Regions from separate parts of the Mus musculus genome. Here all the other regions are linked to region 2. A link is a contact called in public ChIA-PET data. All regions are on one chromosome and are shown on one strand. The core of a region is the stretch at or near the end of the contact, and the rest is flanking DNA. Distances in the headings are between cores, read along the strand shown.

What was found. ChIA-PET counts read pairs in DNA pulled down with a chosen protein or histone mark.
Region 1: an RNA polymerase II ChIA-PET map of memory CD8 T cells shows a contact between it and region 2, with 105 read pairs. The contact joins two enhancer-like sites. A contact is called at or near these places in 5 of 39 promoter capture datasets (the C10 cell line, the SN4741 cell line, cranial neural crest and 2 more), 1 of 484 Hi-C or Micro-C datasets (nephron progenitors), 9 of 115 datasets of contacts at active chromatin or transcription factors (bone marrow-derived macrophages, embryonic forebrain, embryonic hindbrain and 5 more) and 1 of 9 other capture datasets (adipose tissue).
Region 3: an RNA polymerase II ChIA-PET map of memory CD8 T cells shows a contact between it and region 2, with 29 read pairs. The contact joins two enhancer-like sites. A contact is called at or near these places in 4 of 39 promoter capture datasets (the 3T3-L1 cell line, embryonic stem cells, frontonasal cranial neural crest and 1 more) and 1 of 115 datasets of contacts at active chromatin or transcription factors (memory CD8 T cells).

Annotation. Positions count from the first base shown.
Region 1 is chr3:101,365,677-101,368,868 of GRCm38.p6, reverse strand. No RefSeq gene overlaps it. Among named protein-coding and RNA genes, the nearest start is that of Igsf3, 9.9 kb to the left of the region's middle. Within about 2 kb of position 1,263, at least 53 of the 459 cell types and tissues checked have an H3K27ac peak or open chromatin away from gene starts, as enhancers often do. A contact at or near this core is called in memory CD8 T cells, where this site is marked.
Region 2 is chr3:101,009,300-101,012,324 of GRCm38.p6, reverse strand. It overlaps Cd101 (CD101 antigen), which reads left to right. Exons shown (of 9, transcript NM_001167906.2): 6 at 135-539. Among named protein-coding and RNA genes, the nearest start is that of Cd101, 19 kb to the left of the region's middle. Within about 2 kb of position 1,539, at least 112 of the 459 cell types and tissues checked have an H3K27ac peak or open chromatin away from gene starts, as enhancers often do. A contact at or near this core is called in memory CD8 T cells, where this site is marked.
Region 3 is chr3:101,492,771-101,495,851 of GRCm38.p6, reverse strand. No RefSeq gene overlaps it. Among named protein-coding and RNA genes, the nearest start is that of Gm40109, 14 kb to the left of the region's middle. Within about 2 kb of position 1,806, at least 63 of the 459 cell types and tissues checked have an H3K27ac peak or open chromatin away from gene starts, as enhancers often do. A contact at or near this core is called in memory CD8 T cells, where this site is marked.

The DNA.
Region 1 (3,192 bases), core at 14-2,513, 360 kb before region 2:
CACAGCATGCAGCATACAGACGCACAGAGGTACACACATACAGAAACATAGAAATCTTAATGAAAACAAAATGAAACAAAAATGGCTGTCTTGATTTCTATCCCTGTGGGACTCTGTTTCTGTGTGCTTCTCTGTTTATTATGTCTTCCCAGGAGGATGGAAGCTCGGGGTACCTAGTTCTGTCTTGCCTGGTTCTCCAGGGTATGCTCAACATTGAAAATCAAGGCTAGTGCACAGCCTGTGCTCAACAAATGCTAGTCAAATGAATCAGTAAAGTCTAGCTGGGGAGAGAGATGACAAGTCAGCAAAGAGAGGTGATCTCGAAGCTGGATGTGGTGGCATCCAGGAGGCAGAGGCAAGGGAATCTCTGAGTTCAAGGTCAGCCTGGTCTACAGCAAGCTCCAGGTCATCTGGGGCTATATAGTGAGACCGTGTTTTTTTAAAAAGAGAAGTTCAAACAATGTTTGCAGAAACACAAACCTCTACTAGGATGGATGGGGGCGCTTTCATGGTAAGAGGCCAATTAGAGAAAGTTAGAGTGGTGGGAATGATGGGGGCTGGAGGGAGGTATGGGAGGAAGGCAAAGGCAAGTCATGTGGGTCTTGGGGGATTCTGGGTTTTGTCCTGTGTGGGGATGGAGGCATGTGGGGGTGGGGGGAGGACCATCAGATACTTCAGAGCCGTGATGTGGCAAGGCTTGATTTATGTTTGAGTGCTCACTGTCTTCCATTCTATCTCAGGACAAGCCTGGAGTAAGTACTGTGCCAGTTTAGGTTAGCCTAGGCTACGCAGTTGAGACCCTGACTCAAACCAAACCAAACCAAAAGAACCATCCCCAACAGGGTGTACACGTTTGTAAAGCACCCTTTAGACAGGACCCTCTGAGGCTGCCACATGCTTAGGAAAGACTCAGGCTTCCTCCAGTGGGCTCTGAGCATCTCCCCAGACTCCTTGGTTGCTCCCCAACTTCCCTATGCTCTTGGTTCTGCCTGTCATGAACTGGAGTTGCCAGTCAGCTGTGGTTTCTGAGCCATGCCTGTGCACGCGCCAGGTATTCTGTGAGGTGAGTGTTGCCTTCTGAGGCTGCTGGCACTAGCTTGGCAAACTCTCACCCTTTTTATGGGTGGGAAAAAAAACCAAAAACAAAAAACCACCTCTCCTCCCCTTCTTCCGGAGTGAGTTCATGTCTTCACCAGCTCTGTGCTCGGCAGAGATGTCCAGGGCCGTGCCTTGCCATTGACTTAGGCTCTTTGTTTAACATGTGGTTTTTCCTGATAAGTTTCTCGAGGTCGGAGACTGCCCACGGTAGCTGTGTAAGCATGCAGGCACTCAACGGAAGCATTACAGAATGGATTCGGGATGATTAACTGATCCCATGAACGAGTGCCCTTGAACTTACTTTCACCATAGAGTGGGCCGCTAGCCCCCGGGCTCTATGATGCTTAGATAGCTGGGGTAAGGAAATCTTGTAAGTTTTCAAGTTGGATGACTTGACCACAGTATCTGACTCCCTCCTTCTTAGCAGCTGTGGGAGGTGATTCACACAGACACTCGTGATCAGACTTTTTGTTTTGACTTGTACAAAGAACTTTAATTACTGATCGCTCTCTTTAGTTCATCTATCAAAGCTGGGAAGGACCATGTGCTGGGGATCTTCAAATCTCATACCCAGCCTAGTCTCAGGAGGGCTTGGGAAATAACTGGCAGCAGGGGCAGCGGAACCCTCCCCCTCCCCCTCCCCTCCCCTCCCCCTCCCCCTCCCCCTCCGCCAGGCTCCAGTGCTGCCTGGTGCTTAGGAGCCCATACATGGACCTTAAGTTCACAGTGCAAATGATACCATGTGGATGCCAACAAGCTTTCCCCAAAGTCACTTGTAATTTTCACAATACCCAGCGATCCCCTCAGCATCCCCTTCTCTTTACTTACTTGTGATTTGCTATTTATGGATGGGGGCTGGGGAGCCACAGAAAAGGAAGAAGATTGCTGGGAAAAGAAAGGGCAAAGCAGAGGAGAATTGGAAGGGGCCAATGCAGAGAGGATCAGGAGGGACGGAAAAGAAGAGAAGAGGAGGAAGAGCAAAGGAGAGAGGGAGGGAAGGAGGGAGGGAGGGTGGGAGGGAGGGAGGGAGGGAGGGAGGCTTGAAGTAACCACGGATCTGTGAAATATGTCTCAAGTATTTCAAACTCAGCAGGGACCTCACAGCAGATCTTCCACAATTAATTGCCCAGAGAATCCAGCACAAAACAAAGCCATTTTTTTAGCGATCGCTCATATGATAACCCAAATGCAGGAAATGCTATTTTTCTCCAGACTCTATCAACTACAGCCATCTGTCTTGGTCCTGAGCTGTTCAAATGCATTTTTTTCCTTCACATGTGAGTGAGTCTCTCTCTCTCTCTCTCTCTCTCTCTCTCTCTCTCCCCACACACACTTGGTGTGTGTGTGTGTGTGTGTGTGTGTGTGTGTGTGTGTGTGTGTGTGTGATCAACAGCAGGGCCAAAATACCCTTTACTACAGCCATGGCTGCCTTGTGAAATTCCTCAGTAACTCCCCTAGCCTCCCCTGACCACCAGTCAGGCGAGCCGGCCTTCCTTTCATCCTCACCTACCTCAGAGCCATTTTAGCTTCGTGGTGGAGGGGTTCACAAACACTTGTGGTTTCCACCACAAATGAGGCCTGCTATTTTGAATGAAGCCCCATCTTGCCCGAGGCCTGCCATGGAGGACAGAGAGTGGAGTCACTGGGGCGAGGAGTGGACAAGGGGAGATTTGTGCCAAAGGTTCAACAGCTGCTGCTTGATGAACGCTTGCTCTGTCTGGGAGGCTGGCCATTGTCACCAGGAGAAAATGAGGAAGAACACAATGCCAGGACATGTGTGCAGCCCCGTAAGCAGAGGACGAGGACGAGAGCAGGGACCAGGGTTCCTTCCCTGTTTGCCAAGTGGCTTTTTTTTTTCTCAACTGTACACTAGGACCCGTATGACCCTAAGACATCATCCCTTCAAACAGCTTCTCCATCTTTTCCTCTTCTGAGTTCTGTATGAATGTATGTTGTGCCCACCCCCTCCCTTTTTTCTTCTTCCTTTTCTTTCATAGCTGCTGACTTATAGTAACAGAATCAGAGCGAGGCAGTCAGATATCCTACCACACAAATACACTGCTACCAATCAGAGGGCCACAGAGCTGGCCATCC
Region 2 (3,025 bases), core at 290-2,789:
CCTCTACCCCCAAATTCATGTCACTCCAGGAACACAAGTGTGTGGCCCTGTGTAAAGGGGGCATTGAGAAAACTTGGAAGTCCCCGAGCTTGGACCTGGTAAACAGGAAGTGTGTCTCACATTCTCCCCCACAGAGTCAAGTTTACGAGTTAATCTGATGAGCCGTCAGCCACAAGTGATGCTAGCCCATACCTTCCACCTGTCCTGTGTAGTGAGGGCCAACTACTCGGATCTCAAGCTGCCGTTCTCGGTAACGTGGCAGTTCCAGCCAGCGGGCTCTGGAGCCTTTCATCGGCTTATTCGAATTGCCCACAATGGCACCGTTGAATGGGGGGACGTCCTCTCCCAGATCCACAGGAAGACGAAGGTGTCACAGTCTTTCTTTCGTTCTCAACTCCAAATCTACGATGCAGCTATGGAGGAGACAGGGGTGTATCGGTGTACAGTGGAGGTTTATGACAGAGATTCCATATGCACAAGTGGCCCAGCCAGAGTATCTGCCACCTCTAACCTATTAATGATTACTGTCACCTTTCCAGGTAAGTGATACTTGACATTGAGCCTTTTTTAAAAAAGAAAAGAATATCCTTTTTTTTTTGGCCAGGTTTAGTGCATACCTATAATCCCAGTATTCAGGAGGCCAAAATAGGAGAATTGAGAATTTGAGGTCAGCCTAGGCTGAAATAGTGAGCCCCTGTCTCAAATAACAACGGAGCTCCTCCCACTTTGTGTAAACTATAGAAACAGACATAATGTATCCATTCACCACGTTTGTCCTGGTAAAGTGAGCATGATTTAATGGCATCAACATGAAGTTAGTATACGTGGAATGGCCACATTGGTTGCTAAAACAATGAAATACTTCCTTAGCAGCTAATAACCACTGCTCTTTGACCTTTCCACACCTGCCACGAGTTCTCATTGCCAGCAGCCTCATGATACTGTGTGGCACAGCTGAGCCTCAAGAACCTCCTACAGGGCAGATGATATTTTAAGTCAGTCACTGCTGGTACTCCAGCGTGGTTTTCGTATTTGGAAGTGGTGGGGAATCATGCAAATTCTATTAGAATACTGTCTTAGGGTTTTATTGCTGTGAAGAGACACCATGACCATGGCAACTCTTATAAAGGAAAACATTTAATTTGGGCCTGTCTTATAGTTTCAGAGGTTCAATCCATTATCATCATGGCTGGAAGCATGACAGCATCCAGGCAAATGTAGTGCTGGAGAAGGAGCTAACAGTTCTACATCTTGATCCACAGGCAGCAGGAAGAGACTGTGTGCCACACTGTGGATAGCTTGGGCAATAGAAAACCTCCCAACCTCAGTGACACACTTCCTCCAACAAGGCCACACCTCCTAATAGTGCCACACTCCCTATGGCCAAGTATTCAAACACATGAGTTTATAGGGGGCATAACCATTCAAACCACAACAAATATGCTTAGCTGCCTCTTTTAATATATTAACATGTAAGAGAGACTTTGTGGTTCCAAGTCCAATTCAGTCTTAATGCAATAGCAGAACACAGAGGCTGAAAGTGAAACCCTCCCTAGCCTGAGGTTCTGCCACGCCTTGTGCTTCCTCTTTCCTGATTTGCTGTGAGGGACTTTGAGATGGCTCAGATGTGATAAGCTCCAGGTTTGGGCAAGTCACTTAATCTATCCCTACCGTAGTCAACACCTCGATAAATCTCTGACGTAACATTGAACTGGGGTGTGTCTATTGTGCCCCCAAAGCAAATAGTCTTGCATGGCAGCCACCACCTGCTCTGTGCTGCTGAGCAATGTTTTTGTTAATAGTCGTGATCTTGCTCATGAATTCATGCCTTGACTTACTCGCTCTTCCCATGATGTCTGAGATTGCTTCCACGAGCCTTGCTTGCTCTCGGCTCCACGCCATGAGGTTTCCTTCCTAACACCAAGAATTCCTTCTCCTCCTCCTCCTCCTCCTCTTCCTCCTCCTCCTCCTCCTCTGAGTCGCTATATTAATTCTTTTGTTTGTTTTTGTTTTTGTTTTTGTTTTTGACGGTGTACAGTCTAGCCTGAAGTTCTCAGTCCTTCTGCCCCAACCCACTAAGTGCTCTGGTTACAGGTGTATGCTCCAATGCTTGGCTTGGCTTTTCTTTCTAAACTAGTCTTGTTAGGTGACCAGGAATGACCCTGAACTTCTGAACCTCCTCCTTGGTACTCATGCACTCGTCCCATTGAGCCCAGGTGGTTTTGTTTGTTTGTTTGTTTTGTTTTTTAAAGCAACTGTTCTTAGATATGTCCTCTGAGTCTCCACGTTTTTCTAGGGGAAACAATTCTTCCCGTGGATACAATCTACTTGTTGACAACCTCTGTGTTCATTACCCAGAATGGTTTGTCTTCTGGTCTTGGAATTTACATCTAACTGCTTCCAAGGCATGCCTATATTCAGTGTCATAGCGTAGGTCGTTATCATTGTCCCTTCCATATTGTTCATGATGTGGTGGTCCTCCCCACGTCCCAGCACCACAGATTAGAAACCTTGTCCTCCGCATGTCCAAACTCCCATGACAGGCATAAAAGATCTTTTATACTCACTTGTCTCTTCATCGCCTCCTACTTTCCATCCTAGATCTGACTTCCAACCAAACTCAACTGCCTGGATTCGATAATCCCCACTTCCTTTTATGTGGAAATCCTTTGCTCTCTATTCATCAGAATGACTGCTATTGATCTTCAAGGCTCAGTTCAGAGACGTCTCCCCTCACTCCTGACCTTGGGTTAGATAAATCTGCTGGGGGATCCTAACATTTGTTCCATTACTGCATATCTCTGTCCTATATTGGTGACCAATTCCAGGAAGTCTTTGTTCCTATCCTATAACTTCCTCTAAACCGTGGTTCACTGACAGGAGCTATATACAAAATACCTAGAATAGTCTGGTATGTGATACACAATGTGATTAATAAATGTTTGTTGAAGGGGGAATTCAGGGACCTACTGGTAACATCAAGAAAAGTAGAGTTATCAACAAGAGATGGCAAAGAGGTTTGTGA
Region 3 (3,081 bases), core at 557-3,056, 480 kb before region 2:
TTCCATCCAGTGTCCAGCATGGTGGCTTTCAGACCTGAGGCCAGTCACGGCTCTCTCCTGTTCAAGACCGTACATTGGGTTTCCATTGCCCACAAATGGCAATCCAAGGTCGTCACTGTGGCCTGTGTATCCCTTTGTGTTCCCTCCCGGCCGCTTTGTCTTCCATCATGCAGGTCACTTGCAGACTCACCCGTACCAAGCAGCTTCCTACCCACCTCCCGGCTCTTCCTCTTCCTTCTGTCTGAAGTACCTGCCTCATATTAGGCAAGTGTTCTATCTCTGAGCAAAGTTACTCAGGCTGATCTCGAACTTACTCTATACTCAAGACAGGCAAGCTTTGGACTTGCAATCCTCTTGGCTTAGCTTTTTTGTTGTTGTTGTTTTTTCGAGACAGGGTTTCTCTGTGTAGCCCTAGCTGTCCTGGAACTCACTTTGTAGACCAGGCTGGCCTCAAACTCCTGCCTGCTTCTGCCTCCCGAGTGCTGGGATTAGAGGTGTGCACCATCACACCAGGCTGGCTCAGCTTTTCAAGTAGCTGAGATTATAAACACACCACACACACCAGGCACAGCTGTTGTTTTTCTTATTGCCTTTTAGACAAAGAATCCACCGAAGGCTCACAGACCTTTCTAAAGCAGGCAGTGAGAGTTGGTGAAACAAAACCCCTAAGCCAAACACATCTCACAACTCACTGCCCATGAAGTTGTCCATTGTACTAAAATAAAGTTTTATTGAAACACAGCCACACTAGTCTGTTTCTATATTGTCAGGTCATTCACTCTCTGGCCCTTTATAGAAAATGTTTGCCAAGCCCTGCTCCGAGTAATAATGTGACTAACTCAAAGTATTACTGTTTAGAGGTGTTTCCCATTCGTGCTGGGTAGTTTTATGCCAACTTGACACGAACTAGTTATCAGAGGGCATGGAGCCGCAATTGAGACAACGTCTTTATAAGATTGGGCTGTAGCCAAGCATGTAGGGCGTTGTCTTAGCTATTGATCAATGGGAGAAGGCTCAGCCCATTGTGGGTGGTGTCATTCCTGGCCTGGTGGTCCTGGGTTCCACAAGAAAGCAGGCTGAGCAAGCCATGGGGAGCAAGCCAGTGAGCAGCACTGCCTCTGTATCAGCTCCGGCCTCCAGGCTCCTGCCCTGTCTGAGGTGCTATACTGAATTCTTCAGTGATGAATGGTGATGTGGAGGTGTAAGCCAAATAAACCCTTTCCTCCCCAGCTTGCTTTTGGTTATGGAGTTTCATCATAGCAATAGTAACCCTGACTAAGACACCAATCAACTCCATTTTTACTGGAAGTCATTTTGAGATTAGTACCAACTGTTCTACAGATGAAGAAACTGAGGCCCAGAAAGGAGATGGCTCGCCCAAGGTGACACAGACAGCAAGAGGCAAAACCGGAAACCAAACCCAGCCACCAGCGCTCCGAAGAGGGCTGAACAACTGAACAACTGCAGCTGTTGCTGGAGCCTGAATGTGCTTCTCATCTGCCCAGCCGCAGAGTGGCAGCAGCTGGCGGTGTTGACTGTGAGAAGACAGGGGCCGGGAAGCAACTGTACATGATGTAGATACTCAGGAGTAATCTCAAAGAGCAGACAATGTCACCAGGAGCTTTCTGTGCATAGGAAAGGCGGCTAGCTCACAGAAGTCTGCCCACCACAAGCCATGTGTGGCTTCTGTAAATCTCTAACAGTTAATCACATGACTGCTCAAGCCGCGGCAGTCTTCCCACCCAGGCTTGGACAGACCTTTCTCAGCTTGCCAAGGAGCTGCTCAAGAACCTGAACGGCTGTCACATCACTTGTGTGAGAGAGCCCTCTAGTGTCCATTTCTGGTATTGCCTCCCTTGCCATGGGCTCTGTAGACAACAGGGACACTGTTTTTCTAGGTCTTTTGACTTTAAGGAACTCATCTAGTACAGTAGACTTAAAAGGTGTTGCTCTCTTCAGAGCTCCCTGAAGAGGCTGTTATGCAAAGCCTAACTACACTACCATTGGGCATTGCCTGTTTGCAGGTTTTCCCTTCAGTTCTGACTCCGTGGCCTTTCATAGGCTCTGGAGTTCAGTCTGCAGACAGATTTGACCTTCCACAACAACTTGACATATGGGAAGCTGTCTCAGTTGCCTCCAGCTAAGCTCTGTTTCCGGAAGTATTTTGTGTTGTCAGTTTGGGGTGGTTAATTTTTATGGAGATCGAAAAATATATTTTTATTGCCTTTTATATATTTATTTTGTGTTGGGGGCTATGCATGTTTGCTACCATGCTTGTGTGGAGGACAGAGGACAACCTGAAGCAGTCAGTCCCAGGGATCAACTTCAGGCTTGGTGCCAAGTGCCTTTAACTTGCTGATACACCTTACTGTCCTCAATTCTGCAGAGGGTGATGTTTGAGATAGGGTCTTGCTAGGTGCCTTCGACTGGTTTCAAACTCCCTATCTTCCTGCCTCTACGTCTTTGTACTGGGATAACTGGTGTGACCCACCACCACCCAAGCTGCCATGCTACACTATTTTAATTGTTTATCAACGTTGTATACACTGGGATTGTCAGCGTGGCTGAAAGCAGCAGGTGACGCTTGTTTTGAGTCCCTGTGCTCAGCAGTAGTCAGAAGCGGTAGCCGAGGCCCAGGAGCTGCTGTCTCATCTGACAGGCAAGGACTCTGTAGGACCAATGTTCACAACTTCCTGTTGCTGATTGCCTCGCACTTAATCACAGAGAATCATCTGTATGAGAGCTACTGGCCTGGGGTTGGGGGGGGGGGGGCAGGTGCTGTGCTGAACCCCCATGTGCTGACACAGGCACCACGGTTCCCAATTTTCAGATGTGACTCAGAGTCCAAAGCTCTGAGCAGCTTGCCCATGGCCTAACATCAAGCATCAGATCAATGTGTCTAAGTGCTATGGCCAGGGAGGCCTGGATTTAACCCAGAAAGCAGCAGCAGTCGGACCACATCTCTCTCAATGCCCCAGGTCGCTCTGAATCCCAGCTCTGGACCTGAAAATCTCCCCTGTTGAAGAGCGGACTTGTGTCAGGTCGTGTGTGGCCGACTCAGAAAGGAGTTCCCAGTTACTA